2 separate regions of the Mus musculus genome follow, and region 2 is linked to region 1. The links are chromatin contacts, called in public promoter capture Hi-C maps. All regions are on one chromosome and are shown on one strand. The core of a region is the stretch at or near the end of the contact, and the rest is flanking DNA. Distances in the headings are between cores, read along the strand shown.

Region 1 (5,879 bases), core at 1,004-3,503:
ATCTGTGGCCTTTTGTTGTTGTTGTTAGAATATATTTTCTTCATGGCAATTTTAACCCTAGGGGATGAAAACTCATTTGAGAAAGTTACTCATTTTAATACCATTTGAAATAAAGTATGGTTAGAAAAGCAAAAGCTTATAACTTTTTAAGAAGTGCTAAGGGGATCATGCTCAGGCCATCAACGCCTGTGTCTGGATTCTGTCCTCGATTGGGTATCCCCAACTTCTGCAAGATTAAAATATTTTCTATCAAAAAGTGCTCAGGATACCTAGCCAACTTAGGTATCCGAGTATTCCCTGAGATATGTTTTAATTGCAATGTAAAACTATAGGATCTACTTTAATACGGCGTGCTAGGAAACGAAGGGGGGATGCTGATGGGTTTGGGTAACTAGCATGGTAGGCTGTTAATGTTTACTTGCATAAGCATCCACATACACTAAGAGCTAAGATACTCACAGCCGTAGCTCTTCAAAGGTTTTCACCGAGTAGAGTGGAGAGCTGGGATCCTTCTGTAAGACTTCCACTCGGTGGCTGGATTCTATTAAGGACTGACGGATTAGCTTGTTTAAGAGTGAATTGGCTGCCAAATCCACTAAAAAAAAAAAAAGGCAAAATCACAAGAGGACATCAAACCTCCCGGATGACAGCTAATTAACTGTTATCTCCTACTGAGCAACAGTACATATCAACCAACAGCAGCTTGTTCTCATCTTCCTGACAAAAGGAAGTCCGAGAAGGAATGCCACAGCACCGAGGATTCCCTCCTTTTACCAAGACCCAGTTTCTTATGCTCTGTTGTGCAAACCCTTGACCACGTGCAGACCGACATCTAATTGCAATATCTTCCTAGCCAAACCGAAAATTCTTAATCTACACCTTGCAGTTTTCATTTCAACGTAGTCTAAAGGAATGCACCCCCCTCCTAATTCAGTACTCCCCCCCCATAGTATTCATTCAAAAAGAAAACAAAGATAGTGCTTTCCCAAGGAAATTAATCCTTTTAGCACAGTCAAAGCGATGGTAAACCAAGCAGCAGAGCTAATAGGTACATTCAGTCGAGCTTGTCTCCTACCTACATCGTCTTCATCATCATCATCATCTTCCGTGTTAAGAGAGCCGTCTATGAGGGTAAAAGGGAAAATAAGAAGCATAAAGAAAAATGTTGAGTGGAAACATACAATGCATTCTCAGAACGTCTCACAGACGCTACAGTGTATGCAAACAGAGCCATCTCCTGCAAGAGTAAAGCGATGTGCCTGAGGAGGTGGAGGATTTTCAGTGGAGAGGAAGGAAGCCAAAGCTATTTCATGGCAGATACATGGGGAAAGCAAAGGTGTTAATTAAGCCAGTCTTGCTTTAGCCTAACAACACTCACCTATGTTTGGGACTGTGGTACTCCTAATACCACGAAGGTTCTTCCTGGGATGGACGAGATTTGAAAACTATTGAAAGGCACAAAATTCAACCAAGGTTAGGAAGCAGGACATCAAGCAAGAAGCATGGCGCTATCCTACAGCAAGGGGAGGGAAGACCACCTCAAACTGCTTCCTTTGCAATGTTAAGGGTTAATGATTTCATTATAAGAATCTGTGTAATTGTATGAATTCTCATATAATAGAATGGGGGCTTCCATAGTCTCTCTTTATAAGGGCTCTTAGTTTGAATATGGGCAGCATCTGGGTGATGGGTGGTTTACAACTACAAGGGGAAGGTGGCTATGAAGATGAGAAGCCTGCTAAATGGTCAAAACCAGGATAGGAGAAAACTCAGTACAGATAGGACTAGCAGCTGCGCACTCTCTCTGTATTTCCTGAGGGGGTCTCTGCCCTTTCAAATCAAAGGTCGGTCCTTTCTGGGAGTCTCCTTTTCTGTGGCCTTTCCAGCCCAGCCCCCCATCACTTGACACCCCCCATCACTTGACACCCCGCTCTAAACGCCGGCCGGGCGCTCCCCTTCCCAGGGGACTTCCCTCGGGAGTCCCTGTTCTAGCCCCCGCCCCTGGGCCCTCCCCTGCTCAGCGGCAGTTACGTGGCTGTTCAGCCGCTCGCTCTCCGCCGCCCCGGCGTCGCCTCCCCAAAGTAACGACGCCATAGCTGCGGTCTCCGCTCTCGCCCCTGGCACGTGCTGCCACCCCCGCGCGGGGCAGCGCCGGCTCGGCTCAGTGGCCAATGGTCAGGCTCCGGGACCGGCGTCCGCCTCGCGACCACCCGTGGCGCGGCGCAGTGCGCAGGCGCGGGCCCGGCGCGGGGCGGGCGGAGGGAGAGAGGTGCGGGGCGCAGCTGTGCGGGACACCCGCGAGCTTTCCGTTTGACCAGCCGGCCATCCGCACAGCAGAGAGAAAGTGGGCACGGAGGCGGTACACACACCGCGCTGCAGGCTCTCGTGCGGGTATCTCTCCCGACAGCCCCGCTTGGGCATCACCAGGTGTGAGGTTGCACAGTGGAGGGAGAGATGGGCTTGACCAGAGGTTCAGAAGGAAAACAGAACTCAAGTGCGGACATGTGTCCAGGATACCTGTGATGTGCCCACATACACGCATATTTTAATTTTTATTCTAAGGAGGGGTCTCCTTTTAAAGCAATCTGGACCACCACTATCTATATCTATGACATGTATTGCACAGCTCTGGGGTAGCTCTTTGGTCCAACCTTATGCTAAGTTTGGACCAAAGAACCAGGATTTTCAGTTTTCTGACTGGAATTTTAAGACTTGGGGCAACATTTCTATAATTGTCAAAAGCAGAAACTCAAAACTGGAGCCATGATCTCTCCGTGGTGCTGAAGCAGAATTCCTTGGCCCTGTTCTGTCGCAATCTTTCAGTGTTTTCAGGTCAAAGCATTTCCCTTTAACCCTTACATTTACATTCTAGTAGTAAATGTTTCGACTCTCAAGGTTAAATTTCTGTTAATTAAACGATGTTGGGACAGGATCTTCAATCTCTTAGTTTTCATATAGGATAGCCAGCATTTGAAAATCTTTTTTTCTCATTTTAGACCAGACTATATTTCTCGTATTGGCTTGCGGTAAAGAGGAAGCTGCATCAGAAACCTGCGCATGCGGTGGGCTTCGGCTAAAAGCCCACACCGTGCCTTCCGAACTACATTTCCCAGAACCGTCGGCGCACGCTTGGTGAAGCCGCGCATGCTTACTGAAGACGGAAAGCCATAGCTTCCGGCTAGCCGCATGGCCGCCTACTGAGGACCGGAAGGTGAGTTAAACTCTGAGTTGGGCATCTTTGAGTTCTAGAGAGGAATGAACAGATGGAGGCTGAACTGCTACCTTCTGCCCTGGTATTTAAGTGTTTAAGAAGGCCTTGGTGTATGAAATGGGACTTAGGACAACGCATATCGTGTCGTGCCTGGAACTTCTAGCAGCTAGGAAATCCCATCGGCGGGGCTTAGAGTCTGTAACTAGTTTAGAGGGCCTCTACTACATCAAAATTGCTCAAATATGAACAGTGGAAGCCCATTAATTATGCTATGGAAGGAAGGGGTGGCGGGAAACTTTGGGTTTTGTTTTACACAATTCTTTTCAGAGTTGATTAATGGTCGTAGCGCGTCTCAAACCCTTTATTACAAAGGAAATGTGTACCCTCGCCATATACATTTAAACATTTAAAGAAGTTTCGTACATTTAGGGCGTGCTATTTTAGGGTGAAAGCTTGGTGCGCCCAGGAATTCCCTTTGTGGGTATTTGGTTACCCCCACACTGTATCTGCCAACCTTCTGAATTTCACTTATAAACCTAGTGTGCTGGAGCAAACAGTACTGGGCCAAGAGTCTTGGGAGTCATGACTTTAAAAATAATCTGCCTGGTGACTGGATTTACCTAGCCCAATTCATGCTTATAGGGATACTTAGTCAACTGGAACACTTGAAAAACCTTTTGATTTTTGTTATTTGAACTTTGAAGTCCCCACTCAAATGTTTTGAAAAGCTGATAGACTTTTAATCCTGCACCTAAGACTTGAGTTTTAACTATTCCCCGTGCTCTACATGTACGACAAATCTGGCTGTTTGATTTACAACATATTTGTACCACTTACTATGTATTCCCAGGCATTTGTGGCATAGTTCTGGCTCTGATACACCACTGAGTTTGCAGTTTTTACTTTCGTGGAGTGAGTGTACTAAGTCGAGTCCCGATTATTTTTCTTCTTGATGTGTCTAGCAATGGGTGGAACTGGGTAAATGTATTCTATCGATAGCATTAAATGGTAAGAAAATGTTTTAGCAGCTAGTAATTGCCAGTGCTGATCATGGTTCAGTGTTTTTCCTTCTTGAACAAGCACTCTGCTTTCAGGCCTAAGTTTAGTGCTTGAAATAGAAAACGGATTTTTAGCTACTCCTTACTGGACTCTCAAGATCTATGCCCAGTCTAGTTCATTTTTGTATCTGTCTTCATGTCAGGCTGTGTACAAACAAAACCTTTTTTGGATCAGAGGGAGAATCACAGCCTAGATCTAAGGTCTTCTTATATTGGGAAGTATTTAAAACAAGGTTCAAACTCCTCATTTTCCAAAATTCTTTAATAGATTAGCTTAATCCTAAAAAAAGAAAAAAAAAAAAAAAAAAAAACAAAACCCAAAAAACAAACCACAGTTTACAAGTTGTTTCAAAATGGCACTTACTTTGACAAAATCCAAATTCCAGTAGTTTTCCACCCCCCTCACAATTGCTGTATTTGAGAATTAGAAATTCAAGTGGTGTATTATATCTATGTGACATACCAACAACCCTCGGAAGAACCAGTGAAGTCCTTATTCTGTGTTCTGCCTGCTTTTCAAGGCAATTATATTTGAAGGAGAGATAAAGAACTAGGTTATCCTAACTCTTTTGGTAGGAGAGACATGTTTTTTAAAGACTTAAGAAGGAGAAAGCGGGAAGGGAAGCTTCTTGGGCATGACACCATTTGCAAGGTCACAACGCACACCCCACCGAAGGGCAGATCTTTTCTTCTCAGTTGGCACCAGGTAATTGTTTGGAACATACACATGTTGAGGCTTGGACGGAGGTTCTGTTCGGGAAAGCATTTGCCCTCGGACACTCCAGCGTAACTCCTTTCTATGATCTTCACCAGGAAACCGCATTGAATCCCAGTCTCTTTTGTACTCAAAATATCTGGCTACTCGGTCTATCTTGCCCCGGTTTCGGCTTAACTGATCCAGTCTGGGGAGAATAAAGGACTTGGGTCTGCTGGCAACAATCAAGTCTTGTTCATAAACAGGAGGGTCCATTTCTTCTCTTTGTAGATAGCAAATGAGCTGATCTTCTTGTGAAATTCCTTGGTATTCACATGGTAGGTTAAATTTTTGTGAAGTGACAACTGGGGATTCTGTACCTTCTTGGAACTGTAAGTTCATGAACCTGTGTCTCAAGTCCCAGAGACCCAAATCACTTTCTGTTCCAGATTCACATTCACTGATAACAGACTCATCTGTCACTAGCACTTCCCCGTCTGGCTTTCTTCGCAGCACCTTCCTCTTCATCACTGGTTTTCTGCATTTTTGGGAAGTCTCTGACACCGTGGATGAAGTGACACGGCTTGCTGTATGTGGGAAGTGCAGGTGCATAGGAAGAGCCGGTCTCTTTCCTGGGGTTACTGAGGCTTTACTGTAGGGATCATACTGGCCAGCCTGGGCTTCTCTCCGTGAATCTCCTTCACCCTGCCCTGCACAGATCCGTGTAAATGCTGTAGCAGCAGCTAACATTCGTTCTTCAGGATCCATATTGGCCCATTTTTGTCCACCAGGTCCTATCAGTTGCTTCATTGCTTCCGGTACACTATAAGCTTGTCTGTAAGAGATAATATTGGTCAGTTTTCTACCTAATTGCTTGTGCTTGTCTTGATCTTAGTTGAATGGAAAATGGCAAATA
Region 2 (5,879 bases), core at 2,433-4,932, 4.6 Mb after region 1:
AATGAGGAAGCTGTTACAGCCATAGGGGGCTGCAGGACTCTCCTTCCTGAAAGTACTGGCCCAAAGGAGATAAGCTCTCGTGGGAGACTGTCTTTACAGACATTCCTTTCTGTGCTGACCAGTAAGGCTTAACAAAGTCATCTGTAATCTCATAGGAATCCTGTTTTACCACTGAGACACTATCAATAGCTGTATCTTGCTGCCCCACGCACAAGGCATCCCATGCCTTGTTGTCTCAGCCCTATTGCTTTACTGTAAGAGAAATGCACTGGAGTCTCCTTGTCAATGCTGATGGTCTTTCAAAAAATGTCTGAAATGAACCTGCTTTCTGTTTGGTCAGTTGTTAATAAGGCCCCCTCTACCTTGACACGATACACAATTTTAGGCAAGATGAAAGGGACTCATTCCCAGGTAGTATAAAAACTCAAAGGCATCTTGTAATATATATATGATTTCTATTTTGTGGATTATTTCAGTTTCCAGAATTTAGTCCCAGTAGAACAGGCACAAACACAAGATGCCTCAGAGCTAATATCACTGAAAGCCTTGTTGGAGAATTCCATTTCTGGTTTCTGTGAAGTTCATGACTGTGAAGGCTCACTTGCAGATTTAGCATGCAGAGCCCCTAAGAAGCAAACACACACTTGGGCAAGATATCTGTCAAAACTCTAATGATGATGCCAGCGAGTCAGCTTGTAGAGATGAGTATTACATATGCCCTTTTCCCAATGATGAAGACTATCATTTAAAACCCATCAAAACTTAGCATTTTAAAAGGATTATTGTACATTCCTTTCGGTATTAAATTGAACACATACACTCAGAAACAGGCTGTATGAGAAAAGTGTTATTATCTCAATTGCTATACCTTATGTTCACTAAAAAAAAAAAAAAAAAAAAAAAAAGCAGCTCTACATTGGAATTGATAATTCCATGGATTTTACCCAAAGCTATCTAGAAAGTAATGGAAATTGCCTTGGATAAGAAAATGTGGATATTAGCCCAAAACCTAGGATACCCAAGATATAAGATACAATTTCCTAAACACATGAAACTCAAGAAAAATGAAGACTGAAGTGTGGACACTATGCCCCTCCTTAAAAGTGGGAACAAAACACCCTTGGAAGGAGTTACAGAGACAAAGTTTGGAGCTGAGATGAAAGGATGGACCATGTAGAGACTGCCTTATCCAGGGATCCACCCCATAATCAGCATCCAAACGCTGACACCATTGCATACACTAGCAAGATTTTATCGAAAGGACCCAGAGGTAGCTGTCTCTTGAGAGACTATGCCGGGGCCTAGCAAACACAGAAGTGGATGCTCACAGTCAGCTAATGGATGGATCACAGGGCTCCCAATGGAGGAGCTAGAGAAAGTACCCAAGGAGCTAAAGGGATCTGCAACCCTATAGGTGGATCAACATTATGAACTAACCAGTACCCCGGAGCTCTTGACTCTAGCTGCATATGTATCAAAAGATGGCCTAGTCGGCCATCACTGGAAAGAGAGGCCCATTGGACACACAAACTTTATATGCCCCAGAACAGGGGAACGCCAGGGCCAAAAAGGGGGAGTGGGCGGGTAGGGGAGTGGGGGTGGGTGGGTATGGGGGACTTTTGGTATAGCATTGGAAATGTAAATGAGCTAAATACCTAATAAAAAATGGAAAGAAAAAAAAAGAAAATGGAGTCATCTTTAACAATCTACAGAGAATAAAGTAACAGTGATGAAAGGAAGAGAACAAAGGACCAAACTTGATCCAGGAAAAGTCTGTGTCTATTTCACCAGGCCAAGGGATGCCCAGATAACTGGACAAAAATCTGTGTCCCTTACACACCCTTGCCATGTGTTTGAGTGTGGAAGTTATTAGCACTTGAATCAGTGGGTCTCAGTCAATCTGTTGAGAGCTGAATAGAAGAGAAAGGCAGGAGAGAGCAAAATACCCTCTTTTAAGGCAAGGCATTGTTTCATCCTGATATACCAAGAACCTGATCCTGGAACCTGCTGATGCCGGGTTTGCAGCGACACCCCACCTTCACCTACCTGTTCTGGGGCTGGATGTCGCCACCAGTTTCTCAGCTCTCCATTCTGCAGTCCACACAGATCCTGCACCATCATCTCAGCCTCCATAATTGGAGGAGCAAATTCTCATACTAAACCTTCATTACTTAGTACCCTTCTCGGGGTACTTAGCCCCATTAACGATAGAATTTTAAAATGCACTAAGAAGAAACCTCAAAGACAATTTTATTAGACAAAACAAAAAACAAAAAACAAAAAACAAAAAAAAAACAGAGCAGGCAAACTAAATTTCAGTTTCAGCCCCTGCCTAGAAAAAGAAAATGGACAAGAGGAAGAAAACAAACCTGTCATTGTAAGCAGTCACATAGTGCAGCAGAGGGAGGGATACTTCAGAAAATAATAGAAAGGCTCCAAGTAACAGAAAAAGCATACTTTGGCTCTGTCCAGTGTCCTCAGATAAAGATTTAAAAAAAAAAAAAAAAAAAAAAAAAAAAAAAAAAAAACGAAGGGGAGGAGGAGGGGGAAGAGGAACAGGAAGAGGAAGAGGAGGAGGAGGGGAAAAGTATACCTTAGTCAGGACTCAGAAGGGCAGACAGACCTGCCCATTCTGGCACTGACTGCCTGAACTGAACAGAATCAGGTTTCTGAAAAAGTACATTATCTATCTCATTAAAGGGATACCGTCACCAACTCCCATGTCTTTTACCACGGTATTAAGTGAACTTGCATTCTGGTGGGGTGGTCAGGTGATTGGCTGGGCACAACTGGATTAAATCTCACGATTGCTCGGTCTTCAGCCAGGCTAGAGGTAGACTCCATCCACTCCTTTGACCGAAGAACAGTCTTCCAGTTGGGGCTTCAACAAAGCTTTGATCAAGGGTGTTGTAACACCCTCTGCAGAACACAGCTGCCTCTCTAGCAAAAGCAATTAACATGTCCAGTTCAAAGTATGCTAAGCAGTCTCGAGCAGTTTGTCCCATGAACGGAAACGGTTTTCAAGAAATGGCTGAAAGGAGAAGACTTGCACATGTCACCATGTGACATTCAGGGCAAGATGGACTATAGAAGTGTTAGGGACAAAGACAAAAATGAACAACTTAGATCAGGGAAGACAGTGGCAAAGAGGCACCAAAATAGCACACAAAGGTTAATAGACAACACCACCATTTCCTTACTGAGCTTCAGTCTACCTTCCAGTTTTTAGTTCTAAGACCAACAGTTTGTGTTTTTTCAAGACGGACAGAGTTGACAGGCAGATGTTCTGGCGGCCCGGCAACAGCTGTGCATGAAGGAGCCAGCATTCAAATCTAAACCTTTCTTTTTTTATTCTTCCATGCTTGAAGGAAAAGAAAACTGCGTGGGAAGGAGGGGATTCTCTTGTGGAGATGTAGATACCAAAACCAACATGAAAGATGAAAACAAAACCCTGTAGGAAGTGGACAATGAATACCACGCCTAGGAAGGTGATGGGTTTGCCGCAAAGGGGACTGGCCATAGAGGGCAGCAGTCCAGGGAATGCTTCCCGGCATGGGTCTCACTGGAGAAGCCCCAGGCTTCGACCAACAGGAACACAACGAGTGGACCAAACCTCCTACAGCCTAGACAGGCTCCAGCACCCCTTGGAGGTGGGGCGAGTGGTCGCTTCCGGTTCCGGGCGCAGAGGACCCACGTGTTCCGACCCGCTGGGCCCCGCGCGACTCGGATCCCGCTCGGCTCTTTCGGCCGGGAGTGGGTGGGGGAGCACCGGGCAGGGGAGGAGCCGCCGGAGCCGCGGGAGACGTGAGTGTCGGGGACCTGGCCGGCGAGCGGGCACCGCAGCGGGCGGGGAGGGAAGGGCAGGAGCATTGGGAGGGGCAGCAGACCCCGCCCCCCCGGCGCCGGGGGACAGCGCCTGCCAGGGAAGGGGTGGCGGCGGGGTCCCCGCGGCCTGGGCGTTGTAACCATGTCACCTCCTCGCGGCCAGAGCCGGGACGTCCGGAGACAAGGGTGGCACTCCAGGCTTCTCTGCCCAGCCACCTCCTTCCGCCCCCTCTGGGGGCCTGCGGACATGCACTGTGCCCCTCGGATTGCGTCCATACCAACCGCTCCGGTGCGCTAGAAGCCAGTGGGGTGTAGCCTAGGCCCCTTGACGCCCACCTTCCCCTCTCTTCAGACTTTTCACTCTGCATCGCACATTGCTCCAGAGCCCTCCCTGCAGGTTTTGCCTTCCCTCCTTCCCAGCGAACCCCGCCCCCTTCACATGCGATCTTATCACCTGTGATCCTTGCCAGTCCTTGGCCGTCTAGCGTGTGGCTCTCACCTGGCTTAGTGACAGGCTCAGAACTTCCCTGTAGAGCTAGAGGCTACTGTCTGCACTGTCTGAACTTCTTTCTTCCTACCCCTGACAACCAGCTCGGGGACCTCTTCTCCAGCTCATCTCACCATCTGCGGGACTTTCCATAGTGGACTGAAAGTTTGCTAGTTTTTTATTCCATGGCCGACCTGGTCCTCTCACACACTTTCCCCTGGGCTGTGGCTGTCTCGTATTCTACACATGGATAGCGCTGTCTTTTCTCTGTGCAGAACTCCCCAAAGGGAGATCTCTAGGTCCAGCTTATCGTCTTGGTCGTGGTTAGGAGTGCCACATCTAGGGTTTTGCTGTCAGGTTATTCTGTCCATAGTCTACAGGTGAAAGGCAGTAGGGAAAGCTTGGGGCAACGAAGTCACAAGGCATCTCTCTGTGCAGCTTTTTCTTTGAAGCAGCCCCATGGACCTTAATCCAGAAAACAGTTTCAATGAAGTGTCAGGATGGCTGTGAGAAGCTTGCTAGGAGAAGCAAGTGACAGTGGGATATTTGGAGGCCATCAAATATCTTGAGTCACTTTCTGCTATTGCTGCCTAACATAAAAGGGTTAGGAGGAAGGCAGTACATTTTTCTTCTAAGACAGCTGCTGACCTTTCCTCCTGTCTCCTATGTACACACCCTTTGCATTCTACCTGTATAATTGCAGGAGACAGTCATTCCAAGGCCACTGCAAGACCTACATCACTATTGAGGGACTCCTGTCGTTTCAGAATATACAGGTGTGGTGACTATACCACTCAACACAGGCATAAAACAACCCTAGGCTTTCTGTTTTATTTTCCTCTCCTGCCTGAATGTCAGCGTTGCTGGATAAGTTTGTGCTTTTCTGCATGAAACCTCAAATTTACTTCCTTTGCCCAGATAGTGGGTATGGAGTTTATCATACATGAATCCGCATGTAAGACTGAAGTGGTGCTCTGTGTTCTGTATTGACCATTTTGAGAAACACTATTTTTGGCCAGACCTCCCTCTTGGTACCTGCCTTACAGAGGTTTGAGGACAAAGACTTGCAAATACTAGTAGTGTTGACTAATCTTTGATGGGTGATCTTACCATTCGAGTGTGAGTTATTTATGATATTACATGCTTTTAAGACAGAAAGCCAAATGCTCTATTATCTTTTGTGGCATGTTAAGATGAAATACTGATGAGGGTTTGTTTCTGGTTTGGTTTGGTTGCTTGCTTGCTTGTTTGTCTTAGGACAGTGTCTCTCTATATATAGCTTTGGCTGTCCTGGAACTCACTGTAAAGACTAGGCTGGCCTAGAACTCACAGGGTCCCGCCTGCGTCTGCCTCATGAGTACTGAGAGTAAAGGCTTGCAACCAGCTCCCTTGATTTTCTTGATTCCCTTGATAAAGAGTTTCCCATTGCTGATCACAGGTCAGATCTTATTCTAGGTTTCGATGTGAATTCCTGATAGTGCTAAAGTTCCTGCTGTTCCCTGATCAACTTTGTCACGGCTTCTTCCCCGCTCTGCTCAGCACTTGGAATAGTAGGAGATATAATATT

The links. Promoter capture Hi-C pulls out the DNA fragments that hold promoters and counts their contacts.
Region 2: a contact with region 1 is called in a promoter capture Hi-C map of hippocampal neurons, with 4 times the contacts expected there. The contact joins the promoter of Zfp202 here to the promoter of Pus3 in region 1. A contact is called at or near these places in 2 of 39 promoter capture datasets (hippocampal neurons and liver).

The regions. Positions count from the first base shown.
Region 1 is chr9:35,556,307-35,562,185 of GRCm38.p6, forward strand. It overlaps Pus3 (pseudouridine synthase 3), which reads left to right and starts at 2,254. Exons shown (of 5, transcript NM_023292.5): 1 at 2,254-2,427; 2 at 2,997-3,211. Ddx25 (DEAD box helicase 25) reads right to left here and starts at 2,164. Exons shown (of 12, transcript NM_013932.4): 1 at 2,032-2,164; 2 at 1,379-1,445; 3 at 1,076-1,123; 4 at 460-595. The coding sequence starts at 2,094. It overlaps Hyls1 (HYLS1, centriolar and ciliogenesis associated), which reads right to left. Exons shown (of 4, transcript NM_029762.1): 4 at 4,515-5,798. The coding sequence ends at 4,868.
Region 2 is chr9:40,188,634-40,194,512 of GRCm38.p6, forward strand. Zfp202 (zinc finger protein 202) reads left to right here and starts at 3,683. Exons shown (of 7, transcript NM_030713.2): 1 at 3,683-3,804.